Linked DNA regions of Triticum aestivum: region 2 is linked to region 1. A link is a contact called in public Hi-C data. All regions are on one chromosome and are shown on one strand. Each heading gives the region's core, a stretch centred on a gene start, on an enhancer-like site or on the middle of the called end of the contact. The rest is flanking DNA. Distances are from core to core; before and after follow the strand shown. Region 1 holds the start of LOC123129376 (protein DEHYDRATION-INDUCED 19 homolog 2). Region 2 holds the start of LOC123129386 (receptor-like protein kinase FERONIA).

Region 1 (7,113 bases), core at 3,103-5,602:
AACACAAGGCCTTCCTCCACTATTCTCATGATGCGCTCTCGGCAAGGCATACATAAATACATATACATTCATAACTGGATGGACCTCCGGTTGGTCGTTAAGGCCTGTGAGCGGCAGTGGCTGCATGACAAGGTTGCAGTGCTCTAGATAAATTCTCTTGTGTTGAGTGCCCTTGACTATGTCATGCAACCACTCTCAAAGTCGATCTCCCTTACATGGTATCATCATCAAATATTGTGGAAAGCACAAGCCCACGGGCAAACGCACTCCTTTGAGCCCGCTCCTTCTGATCCTTCTCGGACAGAGATGTTTCAGCTCTGTAAATTCACCAGGCATTCAATCAAATATTTGATCACAAGAACTATTAAACTACAGCAAAACCTACATTTAAAAACTCAAAAGGTACAACCTGCCTATATTTCGAACTTAGATTACAATATTTGGCAACAAGAAATAATTTAAAATTTCTGGTGAGCAACAGGTCATCAAAAACCATAAGGCCCATAACATTGATCATCAATATGAAACATACAGATGGGTAGACTACTACGATATACAGCACATGCGTAAGTTCAACCTAGTATTTTCTTGGAGAAATATCGTCCAAATGAAATGATGTCAAGCAGATTAAGGAATAAATCAAGCACATACTAACAGCCGAAAAGGGATAACCAATACGTCAATAAGGTAACCACATAACCATAACAGACAATGTACTATACAATTGGTAACAATGACAAAACTTAATTGGCATCAAGGCTTTGCAATTTTATTCATACTTAGAGGGCATAGAAAGCTGTACTGGCTATGCACAAGGACAGCGCACAATATAGAATGTGGAAATCTATCATCCACTCAGCAGATACAGTAGCATCGTGGCAAAGAGGAAGCGGAGTGAGGCGGCAGAAAGAACAAAGCTTGAGGTGACATACCTCTCTACGATCTTTTCATCTGGGAATTTATTTAGCAAAAATGTTTTGTCAGATGAGTCGGAACGAAAATCTTTCGATGGTTCAGCCACAGGCAAACTACAAATTAAAGATTGCAAAAATGGATCAGGGGCGGCAGCGGGAGGATTAGATACATAGGATGATCCACCAAGAAAGGACTGCAAACTGCCGTCTCTTAAATCCTTTCTCAACAAAGACAGCAAAGAATGGGACCCAGAAGATACTTTTCGGACTCTGCGCCTGCGCTGCATGTATTTTTCATTAAGGAAAACAATGAATAAATTGTCTTCCAACAGAAACCATGTATTCTGAAGAGGACACACTGTAATATGGTAAAGTCACTATCACTCATTGGCAGCAGTACAGTGAATAAAAAAAAAGGATATCTTGAAGTAACTTCCATGCTGCATTGTCAAGTGGCCTATTAAGTCCGTCCCAACCCTTGTAGCACAGATGGGGCATACCTGAAAGGTTAGTTCATCAAATTCCATGAGTGCTTATTATTTGAATTCATCAAACAGTTATGCTCACACAATCAAGGACGCAAGGTAAGCACAGTGTTACAATGAAGTCCTACCAGAAAAAAAGAACAAAACTGCCAATTATGTCCAATACAGGTAAAAATTAACTACTCCCTCCATTCCTAAATATAAGTCTTTTAAGAGATTCCAATATGAACTACATACGGAGCAAAAACGGATGAATCTACACTCCAAAATATGTCTATATACATCCGTATGTAGTCCATATTGGAATCTCTAAAAAGACTTATATTTAGGAACGGAGGAAGTATGTTTTAGTTAACTCTCTCTAGGCTTACAGTCCAAATAAACTCAAGGTAACCCAGCAACACACACATCAATTTATATTCTAAGTGTAATAATAAAAGAAGAAACTGAACTCTCTAGTGTCCTTAAACAGTAAACATGAGTCCTCCTAATGTAGGAAGCCAGGTAGCAATCGCGAACCATATAGAGTTCGGTACCACTCTTTTCATTCTATAGATAACTCTACTCCGCACCACACACAAATTAATCAGTGTGACACCACTTCTACTCGATGAAATGTGCAACAACCATAGATCCAAACTCTTAACTACCAAAGGAACGAACATGGCCTAGCCTAGCAACTGTATCTCAAACAACATAACGAATTAATAATGCACGCCCTACTTTGAAGGAGAAGGATGACCTTCTACAATTCAGAGAGCTTAGAACTTGAGTTCTTAACAAGAAAAACAATTAAAAGTTGGGACTTGGGACTCAAACTGAAGAGCAGAATAACACATGTCACCTAAGAGGGCCTGAGACTAAGAACTGGAAACTAGAACTTTGTAAAGAGAAATTCTAAAAAGAAACTTGTACAGCCAGTAGCGAATCTATCAGGTGGGCTTCGACAGCCTAGCCTCTGATTTTGCCAGGAAAAAGGCATATATGCATTAGCAATCATGGAAGATAACCACAAAAGAGATTATGTTAATACGTGTGACAGTGCCTACACGGTTCTGGACAAAGCAAGCGGTGCTTGGGCCTTAGTGCCTATGGCCCGCCCAACAGCTAGCCTGTGTTGAACCCTCTCTCGTCGTCTCGTGTCGCCCAACACGTTGGCAACCAGAGACCGTGTAGCAGGGGAGGCGAGCAGTGGTCTGTAGCTATACGAGATTTTCTTGATTCAAGCAACTTCTTTTCTTTCCAAATTCAATACTAACAAGTATACTCCCTCCGTAGATACATCCGTATGTAGACAAATCTAAGACAACTAATTTGGAACGGAGGTAAAACATAGCACATGTTTCTCAAGATTATCTTTGATCAAGAATTTAATTGGTCAACAATATGTGGATTGTGTGATTTAAAAATGACCTTGTTGGATTCGTGTTGGAATGAACTTTTGAATAATACCGATTTCGTATAAGATAGTCCACATTTTTTAACTGTTTAGTCAAAGATATATCTCAACGAACCGGTGCGCCTTATATTTTAGACCAAGTGGGCTATATGCTAAGAATTTTACCAAAGTTGATGGTTGTTGTTCAGAAGTTACCGCTTCACACTTTCATTACGAATGTTAGGAGAAGTGGAGAATTTCACTGATGTCATGATTATTTGATGCACAATCTAAAATTTAAATTCAACAAGCCTACATTTGATATTTATTTCCTTTATTCAGATTAGTGTATTAAGCTTTGAGCATATCCTCCACTTTCATGCTCAATTTGCCACTGTGTACAGCCAATCTTATTGGCCAGCTATAACACAAAATTGTTTCAGACTTTCATCTAGTTGCACCAGTCGTTCACTCCAGAACCAACAATACCTAATACTCCTACAACCCAAGGGAACTACATTCCATAACCAAACTGGCCAAAGAAAAAATTCCCAAGAATCATAATCACTAGATTCATAAAGACTCCTGTAGGAACGACAGAGGCCAACCAAATCCCGCAATTCCAACCAGCAACACCATAAAAAAGCTCTGTCAAAGGAGTTGGTTCCTAAAATGTTCCAACGCAGCCACCCAAAAGGTAACTTGTTTTCTACATTTCCAACCTGAACTACCACAGACAAACAAGAATTCTCCAGCAGAACATTCAAGAGTCTCATCTTTTCAGCAATCTACAGAGCAATAAACCTATTCCATATCAAAATTACAAGAACAATGGATTTTCCGAACCACTAAAACGTACAGGTCCCTTAGTTGCACCATTATCAACATTTCCGTCCTGAAGCGTGGCGCATCCTAACGACACTTGGCGTAAAATGTCCCATTTCGGCAAAAATTATTTCAAAGGCTCAAACGGGACCCGGCCGAGCGAGTCACAAGAACGCGAATCATCAGAAAGGGCGAGGCGACATACCCCGCTCTTGGCCTCGACGGCGTGCTCGTCGTCGATGTGGCAGCAGAGCCCGACGAAGTCGAAGTCCTCGCCGCAAAAGGGGCAGTTGTATGCCTCCGCCCCGCGCGCCTCCACCTCGTCCCCGCCGGCGTCCGCGTCGTCGAACCCCATGTACAGATCTGACGTACGACCACAGCGAATCACGCATCAGCCCCAACGTCGAATCAAAAACCAACGAGGCCAACACCGAGGGCGAAATCGGGCCGACCGATCGATCGTACCGTAGCGGGACTGCAGGCGCCTCGCGGCGGCGGCGGAGGAGGAGGTGGAGGAGGAGCGGCCCCACGCGTCGCCGGAATCCATGGCGGAATTGGACGAAACCCTAGCCTCGCCTCTCTCTCTCTCCTTTCCCCTTTGTGCTGGTGAATTCTTTTTTGGCTTTCCAGGCTTTTCTGTCCGCTCCTCTCTTTCCACTGCTTCGGTGTGCGCGCGAGCGTGCGGTGTTTGTTGGCCGTTTGCTCCGGTGTGGGTCGGTGCGTGTGAGTGATTGGAATGAATTATGGGACGGAAAGGTGGGGGGAGGGTGGTAGTTGGTGGGTGCCTGCACCTGGTCTACGGTGAGCCACTGGTAACTGCACGGTGGGGCGTCGCTGTCAGCGGTGGTATTTTTGGTGAGATTCTGTCACGTGACTGATGGTTGGTGCTGCGAAATGGTTGCAGCGTAGCAGGGGGGCCTTCATTTCTTAATTAAAGGGTTAGAAGAGTGGGAAATCGGAATTTCTAGGTAGTAGTACTTGAGAAGAAGTATTTCCTCTGCTCATCCCTAAGAAATCCGATGTGGAGTTGGTTGGGGATTTTCGTCCTATCAGCCTTACCCACAGCGCTGCTAAACTTTTCGCCAAGATGTTGGCTAACCGTGCAAGGAGAAGAATGAAGGAAATTGTCATGGCCAATCAGTCAGCGTTTATATGTGGCAGGCACTTGCATGACAACTTCCTCCTTGTGAGGCAAGTGGCCAGAAAGATCCATGCACGTAAAGAAGCGGGGGTGTTCCTGAAGTTAGACATGTCGAGGGCGTTTGATTTTATATCTTGGCCCTTCCTGTTTGAAGTTATGAGGCGCAAAGGTTTTGGACAGAGATGGTTAGCATGGATCGCCATCCTACTGCGCACGGCCTCTACTAAAGTACTCGTCAATGGCGTACCTGGCAGGAGTTTCTGGCTCACCCAAGGTTTGAGACAAGGCGACCCGGTGTCCCCTCTTTTGTTCATCATTGCGATGGATGCGCTCTCCTGCATCATGGTTAAGGGCGCAGAGGAAGGTGTTCTGAAGCCATTTACCGGCATCAGGCCTAATCAAAGTGTGTCGATATACGCCGATGACGTGGCTCTGTTTGTCAGGCCAAACGAGGTAGATCTCAGGTTCGTGACCATGGCGCTTAAAGCTTTCGGAGATGCGTCTGGGCTAAGGGTTAACTATGGAAAGTCATCTGCTATTCTCATTCACGGTGAAGAGGAAGATAGGATCAGGGTATCCAACCTTCTGGAGTGCGAGTTGGGGAAGTTTCCCTGCAAATACCTTGGATTGCAACTCGCCATACATCAACTAAAGAAGACGGACTGGCAGCCCATGTTGGATAGAGCAAAGAAGTGTGCTCCTGGTTGGCAACGTGGCCTGCTACAAAGATCCGGGCGCCTTGTGCTGGTCAAGTCGGTGGTCGCGGCGAAACCTATCCACCATTTCATGATCACTGACGCACCGGCATGGGTGTTCGAGGAGCTTGACAAAATGGATGAGAGCATTCTTCTGGGCGGGGAAGGATCAGGTCTCGGGTGGCAATTGCATGGTAGCGTGGAATGCGGTCTGCAAGCCCACGTGCTTCGGAGGGTTCGACATCAAGAACCTTAAGTTGAAGGGGCTCGCACTTAGGGTCCGATGGGAATGGTTGAAATGCACAGACTCAGAGAGACCTTGGCGGGGCCTGCGCATGATAGAGGATGAGGATGCTCGAGCTGTTTTTGACAGCATGGTCAAGATTGAGGTGGGCGAGGGCACTAAGGTTCTCTTCTAGCGGGACCGGTGGATTCATGGCTTTGCGGTGAATGATATTGCACCCATGATTCACGCTTTGGTTGACACTCGCACAAGGAATAAACGTACGGTCAGTGAAGGGCTGGAGAATGGTCGGTGGCTGCATGATATCAATGGGGAGCTGAATTTGGTTGGCCATTTACAGCTGGTGCACCTGAATCTAGCCATTAATACGGTGCAAAGGGATCCGAGCAATTCGGACTGCTTCTCTTGGCCTGCCGATCCTTTAGGTTTATACTCGGCCAAATCAACCTACCAAAGACTATGCCTCGGTGATGAATGGGCTCCGTATGCCTCCTGCATCTGGAAAAGTTGGGCACTTTTGAAGTGCAAGATCTTCATCTGGCTGGCTGTGCAGCACCGTATCTGGACTTCTGACCAAAGGGCAAAGCATGGATTACAAGATCAACCGTTCGCCTGCTACACATGCGTGCAGGATGAAGACAATGCCGAACACATCTTGGTAAAATGTGGTTATGCTCGACAGGTGTGGCACACCTGCTTTCAAGACCTAACCCTAAATATTCAGCCTCCGGTGGTGGACGATACCTTCCTCGATTGGTGGATCGAGACTAGGATGGGGATGCCTAAGGGTCTAAAGAGAGGCTACAACACTTTTGTCATCTTGGTCGGATGGGAGTTGTGGAAGCAATGGAACGCGTGTGTGTTCAATAGGTTACAGCAACAACGAACCCCAAGAGAATTGGTTGACGACATAGTCAGAGAAGTACAACAATGGAGACAAGCCGGTGTAGGTGTTGGTGGTTTAACACATTTTGTGAGAGAGTAGATTTAGAGAGTAGAGTGGTTTGGGTGTAATGGGTGTTGGCCGAGTTTAGATCCTAGCATCTAGCTCGAGCCTCTCTTGTACATTTTCTTTCTACCTTCTATAAAGATAAGGTACGCCATTGGCGTACTCTCGAAAAAAAGAAGTATTTCATGATTCTGTATTCTCAGTTGAAACCAGATTAATAACACAGTTTTTTGACTTTTCTGAAAAATATAGAACAAACATACACATTCACGTACACGCAACTCAACAAAAAGGATTGGGGTTGTGAAGGAGAAGGAAGAAGTGCTAGATACAGAAGGCAGAAGAAGCGTCGAACGGTGACGGATGGCACCAACAACCGGCAAGGGTTGAATCAACCCGAGTCGAATCGACTTAGCTAGACATGGGAAAATTCGAGCCAAGCCTTTCTTATCACAGGGTCGGGATGCCTTGCCAGCCCAGTT
Region 2 (7,113 bases), core at 1,511-4,010, 190 kb after region 1:
CCTCTACAGGCGGCCTCCCGAGAGGGCGGACATCTCTAGGCGCACCCCGCCTCATGAGGCGCGCGATGACGTGAGCCATGACGACCGAAGTGAGAAGGGCGCCAGCGGGCGCAGGCGAGGACAATTTCCTCTTTGGTTCTAAGAAGGCAAGGACGTACGCGGGTTCCCAAGGAATCCCCCAAAGGTCTCTCTTCCAGTGCAACAAGACCAAGACCATGAGCTCGGTAGGATGGAGGTCATCGCCGAGCCCACCTGCACGTCATTCCCAGAAGCTTTGTAGACGAAGACCACCATTAGTCAGTATAGGGTGTACTCCTATCCCCTTTCAAATTGGCCGATGTGGTATCCCTTCCCGCCTAAGCCATGAGGGAAGAGGACCAAGGCTACTATAAATATAGGTTAGTCTCCATCATAGAGAAGAGGACGGACCAGGGGAGAACTCACTTTCATCCCTGAGCCCTCACGAGGCAGTTCATCCTTTTCCAGTTCATACTCATCCTCCTCGCGAGGCAATTCACCACATAGCACGAGTAGGGTTTAACACCGCAAGGTGACATGAACCTGGGTAAATCACCGTGTCCTTTCCTTCTTCCTTCCCACACGAACTCGACAGAGCTAGGCCGTGAGGTGGTGGGCGGTGAGCAGTGACTGAGCAGGATTCTTCGCGCACACCCCAGAGTTCAAACCTTTCTTGAGTCTGCGGAGCCTGATTCCGATACAGTCCATGGGCTGAGCTTACAACCTGTCGATCTCACAAGGAAGGACTCCGAAAGCTTCGATCCCAAGCGTGATCAGGACAGACACTGCCGAAGACTTGGCGTGTATTTCAAGGACTACCCGGCTGTCGACATGTTTATTCCTAGTTGGTAACCGGCCATACGTAACCCTAGATACCCCCGATGTCTATATAAACCGTGGGGTTTCGCCCGTAGGGACAAAATCACAATTACCAGCCTTAGGGTTTAGAACACAACATACGATCTTGAGGTAGATCATCTTGTACTTAGTACTCCATCAATATAATCAAAGCGGGATGTAGGGCTTTCCCTCTTTAAGAGGGCTCGAACCTAGGTAAAACATCGTGTCCCTTCTCTCGTGTTACCCATCGTTCCAGATTCACAGCTCGGGACCCCCTACCCGAGATCCGCCAGTTTTAGTGCCAACATCGCCGTTGTACCTCGCGGACCGCCACGCAGGCATTGTCGGACGTCCGCAACCACCACCCGCGCCTGCTCGCCTTCTACTAAGACGTCGTCCACCTAGGATCCGTCCATAACCAGGTACCTCTGCCCCCCTGTCGATGACGTACATGGCGGTCACCATGCCAGACAGGTGTTCGGTCAAATGCCATTGAGCTTATTTTCGAACATCATGTCATTTTTTAGAGTATGAAAGATGGCGGGGTACTCTAGCAGGGAGGATGAGTTGTTGTTCGATGCGTTGTTGGCCGTATCCACGTATTTGGTAGGTAGGAGCAGAAGAGGGCTCTTCTGGCAGCGCGTGCATGAATCGTTTCATGCATGAAAGCACATTGCACCATACAACATGCACATCATCCATGAACGCAAATGCGCGTATCGATTGTATACCATCTAGACCACCGTCACCAAGTTTTATGGCACGTTTGGTATGTTGGAGGCAAAGTGGCTACATTGCACTCGACGGTCAAGGAGATTGTAAGTTTTGCTTGTTCTTACTCAACTTGTTGATTGATTGATTGATTCACTCAATGTTGTTCTACACATCGTGTAGCCTGTACGTGCTGCCGTGATGCACCACGTGCTAGCTGGCAGACCATTTACGCATACACACTGCTGGATGAAGCTCAAGAGGTGGTATGTGTAGGACGACATGGTTTGTTCATGAAAATTTGTTGAACATCCGGTTAATCTAATTAAATTTGAATTTTTATTATACTAGACCTATTATTTGAATGCTTTTTTAGAGATATTATCTAAATGTTATGTATGGATGATTTGTGCTATTTTCTATCCAAACTTTGATAGAATCCGCCATGTTTAATGAATTTCATTCAGTTAATAAAAATGCAGTTTAAATGTATGTAGGTGACTTTGGATGGCCGGCTCTCGTCCGGTTTGCGGGCATACGAGGTTCATATCGAAACTGCTCCACGGACGACATCTCATGGCCGACTTGCGGACGATCAAACAATCCAGCGGCCCTTGCAAAGTCAATCCTGCGCATGTGTGGTTGATCTAACATGTCGTCTTAGAATCGTCCGACAAAAATCGTGCGTATAGCAAGACTCGGTTCATATTGGAGTTTCCATGTTTCTATTGAGGATTGGTTTCCAGCGGATACTTTTCTCCCTCTCGACGGGACAGTGCACATCACGACCCCCCGAACCCATGTTAGCGGGGCCTACGCCCGCCTTCCTCCTCCCGCCGCGTCGCCCTCTCGCTTTCTGTGAGACGGCACGACACTTTGGATCCGGCTTGCCTGCTCCCTTTCCATGCTCCCATCCGTGCTCCCACTTCATTATACGGCTGTCCTTTTCTCTTTTTTTTCTAATCTAATCATCTCCCCCCTGATTTTCAGGGGGTGGGACCGGGTCTTATTTTCTTCCAATCAAATCAAGGCACGTAGGCGGGAGTACGGATGGAAGCATGGGAAGGTAGCAGGCAAGTCTCCTCCGATTGCGCCGACCCCGTCGCTGGTGGGTCCCTTCACCCCGTTGCCCCGTTCCGGGTTCCCTGGCTCGGCTGGCTCACAGCTTGCATTTGGCAACTGCAGCAGCCTCAGCTCGGCTGGCCACCGCGTCCTTCTACCACCACACTGACCCCCCGCTTAATGCCGCGCCCGTAGTCCTCGAAACCTCTTCCCCCTTCTTCCTCGACGCCACCCTCCCCCTCCCTCCTCCCCACCGCGACCACCACCGCCGCGACCGCCACTTCCCCATCAAATCCCACCTCAGCCACCACGAGCAGCTCCCACCCGCGCGCAAATCTGCCCCAGATCGGCGCCGGGGGAGCTGTTTGATGGGCGATCTGTGAGCCGCGAGGAGACGCAGAGCGAGCTACATACAGCTCGCAGTCGCGCCATGGGAGGAGGCCCGAGATGCGCGCTCCTGCTGCTCGCCGCGGCCGCCGCTTGCGCGGCGCTTGTCCCCGCGGCGTGGGCGCAGGGCTCGACCGCGCCCGCGCCCTCGGGGGCCCCCTTCGTGCCGCGGGACGACATCCTGCTCGACTGCGGCGCCACGGGGAAGGGCAACGACACGGACGGCCGGGAGTGGCGCGGCGACGCCAGCTCCAAGTACGCGCCGCCGAACCTCGCCTCGGCCGACGCGGGGGCGCAGGACCCCTCGGTGCCGCAGGTGCCCTACCTCACTGCGCGGGTCTCCGCGGCGGCCTTCACCTACTCCTTCCCGCTCGGCCCCGGCCGCAAGTTCCTCCGGCTGCACTTCTACCCGGCCAACTACTCCAACCGCGACGCGGCCGACGCCTTCTTCTCCGTCTCCGTCCCGGCCGCCAAGGTCACGCTCCTCTCCAACTTCAGCGCCTACCAGACCGCCACGGCCCTCAACTTCGCCTACCTCGTACGGGAGTTCTCCGTCAACGTCACTGGCCCGACCCTCGACCTCACCTTCACCCCGGAGAAGGGACGCCCCAACGCCTACGCCTTCATCAACGGCATCGAGGTCGTCTCCTCTCCGGATCTCTTTGACCTCGCCACACCGTTCTTCGTCACCGGTGACGGCAACAACCAGCCATTCCCGATGGATCCCGGTGCTGCTCTGCAGACCATGTATCGGCTCAACGTCGGAGGCCAGGCGATCTCCCCTTCCAAGGACTCCGGCGGGGCTCGGTCATGGGACGACGACACGCCTTACATTTATGGTGCAGGGGCTGGGGTAACGTACCCGAACGATCCCAATGTCACAATCACCTATCCTGACAGTGTGCCGGGATATATGGCGCCTTCGGATGTCTATGCCACGGCCCGATCAATGGGGATAGACAAGAATGTGAACTTGGCCTACAATCTCACCTGGATAGTGCAGGTGGATGCTGGGTTCACATACCTTGTGAGGCTCCATTTCTGTGAGATACAATCCCCAATTGATAAGCCAAATCAGCGGGTGTTCAACATTTACCTCAACAACCAGACTGCCGTGGAAGGTGCTGATGTGATCCAGTGGGTGGATCCGCTTAGTACTGGCACCCCATTGTATAAGGATTATGTGGTCGGCACTGTGGGTTCAGGGATTATGGATTTCTGGGTGGCTCTTCATCCGGATATACGGAACAAGCCACAGTACTATGATGCTATTCTCAATGGGATGGAGGTGTTCAAGCTGCAACTTAGTAATGGGAGCCTCGCGGGGCCAAACCCTGTCCCAAGTGCTGATCCACAGGCGCATACCGGGCAAGGGAAGAAGAAATCACTAGTCGGGCCTATTGCTGGTGGAGTAATTGGAGGTTTGGCAGTGCTTGCACTTGGATATTGCTGCTTCATTTGCAAGAGGCGGAGGAAAGCGGCCAAGGATACTGGCATGAGTGATGGCCATTCTGGTTGGCTGCCGTTGTCGCTGTATGGCAATTCACACACTTCAAGCTCAGCCAAGTCGCATGCTACAGGGAGTATTGCTTCATCTTTGCCATCGAACCTGTGTCGCCATTTCAGCTTTGCAGAGATCAAGGCTGCAACGAAAAACTTTGACGAGTCACGGATCCTTGGTGTTGGTGGGTTCGGTAAAGTTTACCAGGGCGAGATCGATGGGGGCACAACTAAGGTGGCTATCAAGCGTGGCAATCCCTTGTCTGAGCAGGGTATACATGAGTTCCAGACTGAAATTGAAATGCTGTCAAAGCTCCGCCACCGCCATCTTGTGTCGCTGATTGGTTACTGCGAGGACAAGAATGAGATGATCCTGGTCTATGACCACATGGCTCATGGAACTCTGCGTGAGCACCTATACAAGACCCAGAATGCACCGCTTAGCTGGAGGCAGCGTTTGGAGATCTGCATTGGTGCAGCTCGTGGGCTGCACTACCTTCACACCGGTGCAAAGCACACCATTATCCACCGTGATGTGAAGACAACAAACATCCTACTGGATGAGAAATGGGTCGCCAAGGTTTCAGATTTTGGTCTGTCCAAGACTGGGCCATCGATGGATCATACACATGTGAGCACAGTTGTCAAGGGCAGTTTTGGTTACCTAGATCCTGAATACTTCCGCAGGCAGCAGCTCACCGAGAAATCTGATGTCTATTCGTTTGGTGTGGTGCTGTTCGAGGTCCTCTGTGCTCGGCCTGCCTTGAACCCGACTCTTGCAAAGGAAGAAGTTAGCCTGGCAGAATGGGCATTGCACTGCCAGAAGAAGGGAATTCTGGATCAGATTGTTGATCCCTACCTAAAGGGAAAGATTGTTCCGCAGTGCTTCAAGAAGTTTGCCGAGACAGCTGAGAAGTGCGTTGCCGACAATGGCATCGAGCGCCCTTCGATGGGAGATGTGCTTTGGAATTTGGAGTTTGCTCTTCAGATGCAGGAAAGTGCGGAGGAGAGCGGAAGCTTTGGCTGTGGGATGTCGGATGAGGGCACTCCCCTGGTGATGGCTGGAAAGAAGGATCCCAATGACCCATCGATCGATTCAAGCACCACCACGACCACGACAACTTCCCTAAGCATGGGCGACCAAAGTGTCGCGAGCATCGACTCGGACGGGCTGACGCCGAGCGCCGTGTTCTCACAGATCATGAACCCCAAGGGGCGGTGAGGTAAAAATCTGGGCCTGCTTGTCGCCCTTGAGGCCTAATTTATTCATTGAGTCTATTTTCATCAGTTTGTGCCATCTTGCAAGTTATGGATTGGGGGTCAGAGTATTGTTTCACGTTAGACATTTCTGCATTGCCTTGTTTTTTTCTTGTTCAGCGTTGTACTGACTCTGCTTTTTAGCATGTGTAACTACCGCCGCTGCTACGTGTTATTGACCCGACAAGTAAAGTGATGTGCACGGCCTTTTCCTTTTTCTTTTTGGCTTCATGTCATGCTCCTTTCCGAATCCTGGTGATTGACACGGGACGGGATCATCCATGTTGTGTTGACGTTGATTGTTACCAGTCATGCTCAAGCATATGCTGTGTTGCATGTCGTCTTGTGTTCAATCACAAACTTCATTTTGCGGCGTCCAGCTGACAAGTAGTAGTTGTTGCTGAACCGGAGCCTGTGTCAGCTGTAGAGCACGGTCCACTCTGCTATGTTGATCCAATCAACCCACCTTCTTCCCAGCGATATAGTAGGAGTATATAATTTCTGCTCATCCGACTGCCTGTCTTCCATGTTGTTATTTGATTCCTGTATAAACTTACAGCTGTGCACGCTGAAGAAATGAGTGGAGTTCCCCGCAAAAAAAAAGAAAAGAAGAAATGAGTGGAGTCGAATAATTCTGGCTCCCAGCTGTTCCGTGGAGAGAAGGAGCACTTGAATACTCCTATGATTCCGGTGTCCAGGTCTGTGGAGTGCGAGTCGTCGCGTCGTGCCAGCATCGTGAAATCTCCCGGTGGATGGACGGCATTGTTTCACTATGAGCTATTCCGTTTTTTCTTGCCCAACCGCACGTTTTGGGGTCGATGATGCTGCCCAACCCTAAATCATGTGCCTGTCTTGCTTCCTCTGTGTAGCGTAGCCCTAGGTCTTCCTTCCATATGTCAGTTAGCTTTCTTGCCCAAGTTCCGTCTTTGCCCGGAGTCTGTTGTGCCCGGATCATGGAAGGAGTGAAGGAGGGTCTCGCCCAACTGTTTTGAGAGCAGGGAGCCACACGCAGAACACAGCCATATTATATTATCCAGCTACGGCGAGCACAAGTTGTGCCTCAAACCACGAGACGTGTCGCCCTGTATCTCGTTTCTGCTGTATGGATGCCAGCGATTTTCTTCTCATTACCAAACTTGTCGTTCCTGCTGTTATCCAGCTCGATCTCAGTCTTTCTCGCAAAGAAAGAATCGGTCCTGTTCACATGGAGAGCGGGAAGGAGTCATGGATCCCTCCTCAACGCCGCCCTCCCCGATCATGCAATACGACTGTTTCTAGTATCACTGTATCAGCATCTCATATTCCCTTAATAAACTGCAGAGTGGCGATTCATAATCC

Evidence for each region. A called contact is a pair of places that touch in the nucleus more often than the background predicts.
Region 2: a Hi-C map of leaf shows a contact between it and region 1, with 3 times the contacts expected there. The contact joins the promoter of LOC123129386 here to the promoter of LOC123129376 in region 1. A contact is called at or near these places in 2 of 5 Hi-C or Micro-C datasets (both in leaf).

Annotation. Positions count from the first base shown.
Region 1 is chr1B:434,679,022-434,686,134 of IWGSC CS RefSeq v2.1, forward strand. It overlaps LOC123129376 (protein DEHYDRATION-INDUCED 19 homolog 2), which reads right to left and starts at 4,353. Exons shown (of 5, transcript XM_044549568.1): 1 at 4,068-4,353; 2 at 3,808-3,965; 3 at 1,337-1,414; 4 at 933-1,201; 5 at 1-317. The coding sequence starts at 4,149. The coding sequence ends at 212.
Region 2 is chr1B:434,868,273-434,875,385 of IWGSC CS RefSeq v2.1, forward strand. It overlaps LOC123129386 (receptor-like protein kinase FERONIA), which reads left to right and starts at 2,761. Exons shown (of 2, transcript XM_044549574.1): 1 at 2,761-5,741; 2 at 6,335-6,902. The coding sequence starts at 3,062. The coding sequence ends at 5,740.